Linked DNA regions of Ovis aries: region 1 is linked to region 2. The links are chromatin contacts, called in public Hi-C maps. All regions are on one chromosome and are shown on one strand. The core of a region is the stretch at or near the end of the contact, and the rest is flanking DNA. Distances in the headings are between cores, read along the strand shown.

Region 1 (5,030 bases), core at 1,470-3,969, 50 kb after region 2:
TTCTTCTTTCATATGGTTTCCATGGAGAGTAGGAGGTAGGCTGGCCCCACCCTAGGCGGTGACTCCCTCATGCCGGCCGGGGCGACTGCCGTGCAGACACTACCGTGCACAGGTCATCCATTATTGATGGGCAGAGGTCAGCGAGCTCAGGCCACGGGGAGAGAAAGTGGCCCCGGGGGTTTGACTTTTCACCCCCACCCCCAGGAGGGACAGCACTTTGCACACCTCACAGGTGACGGGAGCTGGTGGAGCATGAGGCTGGAGCTGCTACAAGCCCGCAGGCTTATGTGTAATAATAATAACACCATAGGGTGTTGTTGTTATTTAGGGAGGGCCCTCCCTGCTCCCCCATGTTTAGGAAAAGCAGCTAAATAGCAATGATGCCTCCTGATTTCTCAGATTCAAGCTCTCTCTCGCTTCCCAAAACACCCAGCAGTCTGTTGCCAGTTAGAATGTTCCGGAATCAGACCCCGTCCCCCGCCTCCACGCGTGATCTGGGACTTGCCACCAGTTCACCCACAAGTGCCACCTGTCTGTCCTCTGGGTAGAGAAGGGCTTCGACCCCACAGGCTTTGCCTGACGATCCTCGGTCTCCTCCTCTGTCCCACAGGAAGCTGTAGGTTAACCCACGTGTGGAGTGTCTTAAACTCAGTGCAGGGCGCACAGTGGTCGCTGGGTCCGAGCCCGCCCTCCTGTCTTCCCTCTAGAGCAGGAAGCCAGCTTAGCAATCAGGCAGCGTGGAGCTTTCATGTTCGGTGTGGAACAGGAAGCCTGCACCCTCAGGTCCCCCGACTCCCCCCACCCCCGGGACTCTGAAGGTGACTGCTGTCCCCTCTGCCCTCCACGTCTCTATCGCTTCTCAGCGCTCAGCATTCACTCTGTGTCTGAGCTGAGCACGAGGCAGGCTCTCTCCTTAGATCTTCACGCCCTCTCTGTAAGACTGAGTTTCGTTTTTTTTTTTTTTTTTTTTTTTTTCTCTCTCTTGGCCATTTTTCAGATGAAGAAACAGAGGCTCAGAGAGGTTAAGGGACTCCCCCGAGATCACACAGCCAGTAAGTGGCAGAGTTGGACTTTGAGCCCAGCTCTCTGACGCCAGAATCTGTGCTCTTAATTGCCTTGTTTTCTGTGCCTTGCGCTGTTGGATCGTCCTCTTCCACCTGAGTGTGGGAGATCTGTGCCTTGGTGACTTTCATTTCTTCCTGTGCTTCCTGCAGCATCCAGGACAGAGCAGGCTCTCCATGCCTACAGGGCATTGAGAAGGCAAACCTTTCTGACCCTACTTGGTTGTACAGTGTTCAGGTAGTGGTGTGTGTGTCTAATCACTGAACTGTCCTGGTTAACTACTTCCACTTTTTGCCACGTTCAAATACATCAGTATCTCCAGTATTCTTGCCTGGAGAATCCCATGGACAGAGGAACCTAGGGAGCTACAGTTTCCATGGGGTCACAAAGGGTCAGACAGGACTGAGTGTCTAAGACACACAAGTTCATCAACATTTCCAACAGATACAAATAAGAAATGTGTTATACCCCCTTATTGTAAAGATCAGATACCCTATGTGCGGACTGTATCCATAGACTGTTTTGAAGATGAGTGGGTCCTTTTTTGTGTGATTCCAAAAGTAGGATTCCATGGTGGGACGGAGGGCAGGGCGGTGAGTGCAGGCTGGAGCCCCCTGTTCCTCCCCCCGCATCTGACTGGGCTCCCACAGGGTACTGATGCTGTCCCCCAGCCATCCCCCTGCAGCCTCGCCTTGGCTCTGACTACACCCACTTTGCGTCGGTCCTCCTGCTTCTCACGTCTCTTCTCTTCCATCTCCTCTTTCTCATCCTTGAAACCAGTCTCTGCCTTTTCAGAAGATTTCCTGGAACTCATCTTTGAGAACCCTTTGAATATGAACAAGCCCCATTTAGTAGCATGGCCTTATGCAAACTACCTGATTTGGTCTCCAAACTCCTCAAAGAAAACCCCTGGAGTTGGAGAGGAAGTGGGTGTGATGTTCATAGGCCACCAGTGTGGACCTTGGGTGTGGTCTACTAACGGTTTTGGTTTTTGAACCCCCTTAGTGGTAATGAGGAGGCCCAGCAGCTGGGCCAGGGGTCCCCCACCCCGAGCCATGTGACCCAGAAAAGCTGAGTTTCAGTAGCTCGTTTCTGCCTGGGTGAGATTCCGTTTAAAGAAAACATGAAAACCACAATTGATGTGCTTGTCCGGAAGTCTGGAAAGCTGGTTCTAAGCCTGGTTCTGCCACATCACCCAGTGTGGACTTTACTAAGTCCCTCCTCTTCATGGGGGCCTCAGTTTGTCCATCTGTACAGTGGGTTATGGACCAAGTACAGCTAAGACTGACCCCCGGCTGTGATTTCTCAGCTGCGGCATTGGTGAGCCTTTGATGATGCTCTTGCAGATTCCTGGGTTGACAAGGAAGAGCCATGGGGACAGAGGAGTGAGGGAGATGTGGCGTATGATCAAAACAACACTGTACCCTGATCAAGACAGCCCCAGAGCCAGATGCACACGTGGGTTCAGGGATGAGCCTCCCGTGACCGACAGAGGCCATCTCCCCACTCCAGGGAGGTCAGTCAGAGGCTCAGACCAGAGCCGTGGGCCCCACAGTGGGCCAGGGGCCTCCGCACAGGCAGTGTACCTACATCGTATTCCAGCCACAGAGGGACTCAGCAGGCAGCTCTCACACCTGCAGACCACACCTCTGAGTGCCGTACAAATACACAGTGCGGTTTTGTAGTATTTTGGGGTTTGCTGCTTTTGCAAAAACCAAAGGAAGTGTAGGCTGGGCTCTGACTTCCTCTCCCTGAGGATGGCCGATCTGCTTGGGCGGGGACCAGCAGAGCTTAACGAGGACCGGAAACCTCCAGACACAAGGTCTAGGGATCAGAGGGCACCTGCTCCCACCCCTTCACGGGTCAGGCCGACTGAGTTGTCATTGGAATCGTCCCATTCGCCATGTGAGGACACCGAGGCTGGGAAGTGACCGAGACCCCTCACTCACACTGTGCACACACCAGAATGCACCTCTGCTCCCTGAGCTTGGACCACCTCTCACCCTGCTGTCAGTCCACACGGACAGGTTGAGGCCCCAGTGTGGTTCTCAGCGAGATCGACGCAGCAGTGAGGGACGCTGGTGAAGTTCCTGCCCCCCTGGTTGGTGGGGAGACAGATAGACAAAGAAGGAACTCGGATGCAATGGGGTGTCCTTCTGCGATTAAGGCTGTGAGGGAAAATGCAGCTGAACAAAAGGGCTAGTGACAGGAGTGATCCCTAGAGCGATCCTGTCTTAGGGTGATCGGAAAAGGCCTCTCCAAGGAGAGCGGCTGGGCAGAAGCATGCTTGCAGTGAGGGAGCGAGCCCTGTGGGCTCCACCCTAAGACAGTCTAGGTGGAGGGAAGAGCATGTGCAAAGGCCCTGGGGCAGGGCATGTGCTTACTGTACCTCGCACCCTTGGCATCTGATGGTCTGGGTGTTTGCCTTCCCACCTTCCCAGCAACACAGCTCCTGATCATCACCATTATTCCCTCCATCCGCCACCTCCACGTGTCTAGGGCTGTGGCAGGGAGTAGCTGTTGCATGGTAAGAAAAACCAGACAGAACTGACTGGAGCCGAGGGAAGGTGTGACTATAACAAGAAATTGCTGGTCTCATCCCTTCATCTTCTTTGCACAGTTCACTCCTGGGTGGCTTCTCTAGTGCCTCAGTCAGTAAAGAATCCGCCTGCCATGCAGGGACAGGAGTTCAACCCCTGGGTGGGGAAGATCCCCTGGAGGAGGGCTTGACAAGCCACTCCAGTATGCTTGCCTGGAGACTCCCCATGGACAGAGGAGCCTGGTGGGCTGCAGTCCCTGAGTCTGACACCGCTGAGCTACGAAGCACAGTGCACAATGCTCTTGGGTGACACCTGAGATAGTTTCACCTTCTTGCTTTGCATTTATTCTCATAATGCATGTTTGAACCAGGACTGCGTTTTCAGCATGCTGTGGTGCACTAGTTCAAGCTCATCTTTCCAAGCAGGGCAGGAACCTGGACCCCAAAATCACAGGAACAGAGCAAGAAAGTAGGCTGGGGCTGCACTGCTGACCTCAAGCTGAGCGCAGGAGAGGAGGTTCCAGCGCACGGAGCAAGGCCTGGGGTGGGGGTGGGGGCGGGGGCCTGGCCATTAGCGGGCTGTGATCTTGAGCAGACCCTGTCCCCTCCGGGCTCCGTTTGCTTCCTGTGCGTCCTTGTTGGTGCTGATGCTTGTCTAGCTCCTTCCGGAGCAGCTCACAGCCCGGGTGTGCCGGAAGGGACATGCTTTGGGAGTGAGGGACACCAGCTTCTAATCTCCCTGCTGCTACCACATTTACCACCTTGGACAGGTCACATCCTCTCCTAGAGCCTTCGTGTCTGCACCTGGGGGGAAGAAAAAGTGGAGAGGCCTGATCCTCCCTGTGATCCTCTGCGATCTTGAAATGCCACAAGCCTTTGCCTCCAAGGCAGGCAGCAGCCCAGCCCAGGGACAGAGCCTTCTAGCAGCGCCCCTTTGATTCTGTAGACCTGGAGCTCTCAGTGAAGAGGTGCCCAGTGAAGAGGGCACGACCTTGGCTGTCCTGCCTCAGGCATTCAGATTGGAGCTTCAGATAGTCCTCACCTCCCCCTGATCTGAGACCCGGGGCTGCAGAGCCAGAAACTCATTTACCGGAGCAGAGGAATATGTCTTGTTTCTTCAGGGCCCAAAAGGACTTATTAAGTCTTCCATGAACTGAATTTCATTCAGCTGGAAAAAGAATAATCAGAGAGCAGTTCCGCCTGGTTAGTTGAACGTTTCTCATAAGAAAGGGTCAAAAAGTTCCTGTACCATGAGGCTCAGCCCTCCCTGCTTCCTCCGCAGGGAGCAGGCAGCCTGGTGGTCGACCAGCAAGCCCATCCACGTCACTGGGCTAATGACCTGTCCATCTGCCCATAACAGGCCCCCGTGAGGGGCCAGGGCCCAGGGCACCAGAGACACAGCCTGTGCACTCAGAGCACTTAAGGCTCA
Region 2 (4,660 bases), core at 1,693-4,192:
CACATTCCTGACACACAGCCCCAGATCTGGGCTCCTGGAAACTGGCCAGGGCGTCAGAAGTGCTTTTCATCAAATGTCACGACTGTAGGAAAAAAGGGAGAAGGAGAGAGCCCTTCTCAGCTACCTGGTTAAAAAAAAAAAAAAAGAAAAAGAAAACCCTTGTAAAAAGAAAGGAAATAGGGTCAGAAAAAGCCTTGGCAGGTTAACCCATCAGAGGCTGGCAATAGATGCGTCTGAGGAGCATCTTTTTATAGCAGTAAGCTGATGATATATGCATGTTTCATCAGAATCACTTAATAAGAAATTTCCATCTCACTGTGGAGTCATCTAAATGAACTGCCAAAAGCCCAGGGCTGCGACTGAGAGCCAAATTTGATTCTTGGCTGCAGGGCAGAACAGCTGGATGATCTTGGGCACTTACTTGCCCAATCTGATCCTCTTCCCTGCTAGGAGATAACAGGATAGTCTTAATGACTGAAGCATTTTCCATTCTGTAAAGTGCTTTTCTGTACATTATACTCTTTGATCCTTGCAGTAAACATTCCTTTATTAATTCAGCTAGAAACTCTTTATTGGGCACAGAGATGGGCGTTGCAGTCAGCCGGGAGCAGTACACATAGTATTCCCTGCCCCCAGCAAGCTGAATCAAATCAGAAGGCCAAAGTCACCAACTATATAATCAGGAAAACCAACAGGGCACTGCAGGCAGTTGTCCCTGTAGCAAGATGATCCTCGCCGCTCTTGTATTTCCGATGACTTGGATGTGGATGAAGCTCCAAGCCATGCTCCCAGTTGCTAAGTCCCAGAGGTCCATGTGAGAAGGTTCCTGTGACCCAAAGATGCTGCCACTGCCGAGAACAGCAGCTGATGTTGCTGTTCTAGGCAACACCTCTGCTCCCCTCATCCCGTACGAGAAAGCATTTTGGGGAATGCCAAGAGCACTCATCTCAGGAAGAGCTAAGCCCACAAGATGCTTCCTTGCAGGCCAGAAGGTTCACCTCCACCCCCGCCACACCCCACCCAGAACTGAACCAAAAGCCAATAGGTTCAAGCAAGAGGCCTCAGGTGATAAAATACCCCAAACTTTTCTTGCAAACCCTGGAGGCCAGGAAACATAGCCAGATGGCAGTGCCCTGGTGCAGTTTGGCAGGACTCCTTGAAGAACTCCTGCAGATTCGTATGTATGCTTTCTGTTTCGGATCCTCTACCTCCAGTGCCTCTCTTGCCCTTTGTACATCTTTATTCCTCTTTTCCTTCCCTTTCTAGCAGAGAATCTTCTCAGTTTCTCCCCTGCCCTGTTTAATCATTATCTTTTCTGCAGCTCAAAATCTCTCTCCTTTTCTCCTTCATGTCCCAGAAGGACTTGACCAATGCGAGCAACGCATTCCCTAGGCCAGCCCTTCCCCAGCTGTGGGCAGGGACCTGGGGCTGGAGAAGTCCACCACTGGCACAACACACTCTTACTGGGCACTTATTAATATGCTGTATAGAGTTTTTAGTATTGGGCATATATGCATTCCCTTAGTCATCACAGTGACTTTGTGGGACTGATCGCATTATGCCCATTTTCACAGATGGAGAAACTGAGGCACAGAGGTAGCAAGCTTAGGGATTCTGAAACTAGCCTAATTTCACACATCCAAGGAGTGGCACTGCAGATTGGAACCAAGAAGTCTGGTCCTACGGGCCCTACTCTGGAGCATCCACTACATCTCTTTCTGATGAAGAGCTAAGACTGTTCTTTCGCCTTCCATTGCAGAAGGCTGGCCTCTCCGACTGGGGCCAGGGGCACTGCAAGAATTGACTGACCCCTTAGGCCAAGCTGGGCCGTTTTCCTCGTAGCATTTCTCCAAAAAGTTGTGAAAGAGGAAAAGCCCCAATAAGGAGTTAAGAGCTGTAAAACTAGATTTTTTTTTTTTTTTTTTTTGTGGTAATGCCTCTTAAATCCTGTGTCCAGCACTTAGCCTGTAGGACTGGCATTCTGCTACAGAGCAAGACGCCAGCACCGCCCCACTTTCCTATAAAGGACGGAGAAGGCGATGGCACCCCACTCCAGTACTCTTGCCTGGAAAATCCCCGGGAGGAAGGGCCCAAATCCGCAAAGCTGACCCCGAAAGGGGGCCTGTCCTGGCAGTCGGGCTGGCGCGCCCTGCTCTGGATCACGTCGCAGCCCCGGCGGGTGGGAGGGAAGAAGCCGCAGCGGGCAGCAGGGCCAGGGCGGGAAGCCGGGCCGCGGTGGCCCCTCCGGGCTCTCATCTGGGCGCCCGCCCCGGGGCCTCACCAGCCGCCCAGCCCCGCTCCCTCCACCCCCGCTCTCAGTCCCCCCGCGACTCGCGCGCCCTTAGAGGAAGTAGGTGGCTTGGCCCCACCGCCGGCAGGGGGATCGGCCCCTTCCCGCTACCGCGCACCCACGCGGGCTCTTCGGAGCACCGCCGCCTCCTCCGCGGGTTTTAGCCCGCGGGCCACCCCCCCAGGCCGCGCCTCCCCAGCCTTGCCAGCCCGCCGGCGGCGGCCGTCCCCGCAGAGCCCCGCTCTGGGCGGCGATCCGTTCCCCGCGCCTCCAGCGTCTCCCCCGCCGGGCCTCCGCCGACCCGGCTGCAGTCCACGTGGCTCGGCGCTCTCGGTTCGGCTCGCCGGCAGCCCGGAGCCCGGGGAAAGCTGAGCCGAGGCCGGGTGGGAGGTGGGGCGGCCGCCGGGGGAGCGCGGGGCCGCGAGGGGCGGGCTCTGGGCGGAGGAAGGGGAGGGCGGCGCGCGCAAGAGGCACCCGCTCGGCTCCGGCGCGCCCCGGCTCCCGGCTCCCGGCCCCGGCCCCTCCCCGGCCGGCCCGCCTGCCTCCCCCTCCCATTCCACCCGGGGGAAGGTGTTCCCGAGACCGCCCCCCTGCTCAGCCCGCCTCCCCGCTCCCCCGGCTCCAGCCTCCGCCGGCGGAGCTCCACTATGCCAGACAGTTTCGACACTTTGCAAAGACAAAGACCAGAGCGAGGAGGACGAGGAGGACCGGGAGGAAGAGCAGGCGGAGAGAGAGCAGGCAGGGGCGATGTGAGCAGGGAACGGGCCGGGTGTTCGGGACACCCCCGTTTTTATTCTCCTCCGGATCTCCTCGTCCCGTACCCACCCCTAGCCCCAGAGCCCCGGAAACTTCCGCGTGTCTCCGGCCGCGGTGAGTGAGCGCGCGGAGCCGAGGGTGCGCGGGGGGCTCCATCCACCCGAGTTGGGGCTCGGGCAGTCTCGTGTGTGTTCTCCGAGTGGAGGGGGTGATGGTCCGGACCCGGGGACAGAGGCGATGGGGAAGGATCTGGGAGTGTGTGACAGGGGCGTGGAAGTGGACTGAGGACCCCGGCGCCGGGAGGGAGGAGGGCACACGCAGGGAGCCCCCCTCCTTAGCAGCGGCGTCGTCGGGGTCTTTGGGAGAGCAAGGAGGTCGGAGCGGAGGGTCGGGCTCAAGGGTATACAGCCGTTTCAAAAAGAGCTGCTGGGAGCTCTAGGGAGCCTACGCCGGGTCTGGGGCAGCGGTCCCCGGGGTGGCCCCAGTGACATTGCACTCGGCGCGCGGAGCTGGCATCCCGCCGATTGGGGCCGCCAAAAGCGAAATGCCCCGCGGGGTCGCCTGTGGGCTAAGACCCCACGAGGAGACGGGGCCGTGCGACCCTTTAGAGCGGAATCCGGGGTGCGGGGGCGCGCGGAGGCAGCCCAGTGATCCCAGTCGAGCGTCCAAATCCGCTGCGAGCAGGCGCGGATCCGGGAGGTGGCCTTCGCCCCCGGGGACACCGCAGGCCCGCGTTGCTCCGGATACGGTGGAGAGGTTGGCAACCGGGGCAGGCCAGCTGGACGTGGCGTGTTGAACAGGGAGGGACTGAGGTGGGCGAAGGGGAGCTTGACGGGGGTGGTGCCCGCGGCAACTCGAAACGGAGTCTGCCCGGGATCCCGTTAGGCGCCACAGCTGCCGCGAAATAATCTGACGAAAGTTAGCAACTTGTCTGCGTCTGGGGTGTGTGACCTGCGCGGGGCAGGAGCAGCTCCGCCGGGGGGCGCGGGAGCGGGCAGCAGTGCCATTGGGGCAGAGTGCCCAGATGGGGGCACAGCCTTGTTCGAAATCGGGACGGTGGCGCAACTTTGAGCTCCTTCTTTCACTAAGCGAGAGTGTGTTTGAGCTTGACCTTGCGGGAGGCAGCGCGGCTGAACTTGAGATGGGTACTGAGGCTGCTCCCTAGCGGGGCGCAGTTATGCCCCAGGGCGCCTACGCTCTATCCCGTGGCCTGGTCTCCCGGGAAGGGTGTTGGGATCTTTTGGGCTCTGCTTGTCCGCCAGAGACCCAAGTCCCACCTCCTTCGTACGCGAGGATCGCGGACAGAGCCTACAGAGCGTGGAGCTCGGTGGGGGCGCTGGACGAGGGGACGAGAGTCCGCTCGCAAGTGTGCGCGTGGCTGGGGGCTGGGCGGGTCACTGCGTCTCGCGGGCTCTGCGTGTCCCGCAGAGGGAGATAGCCTTGACCCTGAGGGCAGTGACCTCCTGGCTGCGGCCCCGCATGGGGCATCCGCCTGGCTTTCACGTGCCCACCTCCGGGAACCCCTCGCCTCTCCCGGCCCATCCCCTTCCTGGATCCCACGCCACGTGGATTTGCGCCGAGATGGTTCCCCGGGGAGACAGTGAGCACCCACTC

Evidence for each region. A called contact is a pair of places that touch in the nucleus more often than the background predicts.
Region 1: a contact with region 2 is called in a Hi-C map of liver, with 2.0 times the contacts expected there. The contact joins the enhancer-like site here to the promoter of ST3GAL1 in region 2. A contact is called at or near these places in 3 of 16 Hi-C or Micro-C datasets (blood and liver).

Annotation. Positions count from the first base shown.
Region 1 is chr9:21,007,487-21,012,516 of ARS-UI_Ramb_v3.0, forward strand. ST3GAL1 (ST3 beta-galactoside alpha-2,3-sialyltransferase 1) reads left to right here. Exons shown (of 9, transcript XM_060419995.1): 3 at 998-5,030. Among named protein-coding and RNA genes, the nearest start is that of ST3GAL1, 50 kb to the left of the region's middle. Within about 2 kb of position 2,720, at least 7 of the 54 cell types and tissues checked have an H3K27ac peak or open chromatin away from gene starts, as enhancers often do. A contact at or near this core is called in liver, where this site is marked.
Region 2 is chr9:20,957,268-20,961,927 of ARS-UI_Ramb_v3.0, forward strand. ST3GAL1 (ST3 beta-galactoside alpha-2,3-sialyltransferase 1) reads left to right here and starts at 2,943. Exons shown (of 9, transcript XM_060419995.1): 1 at 2,943-3,160. LOC132660282 (a long non-coding RNA gene) reads right to left here and starts at 2,660. Exons shown (of 2, transcript XR_009601705.1): 1 at 1-2,660.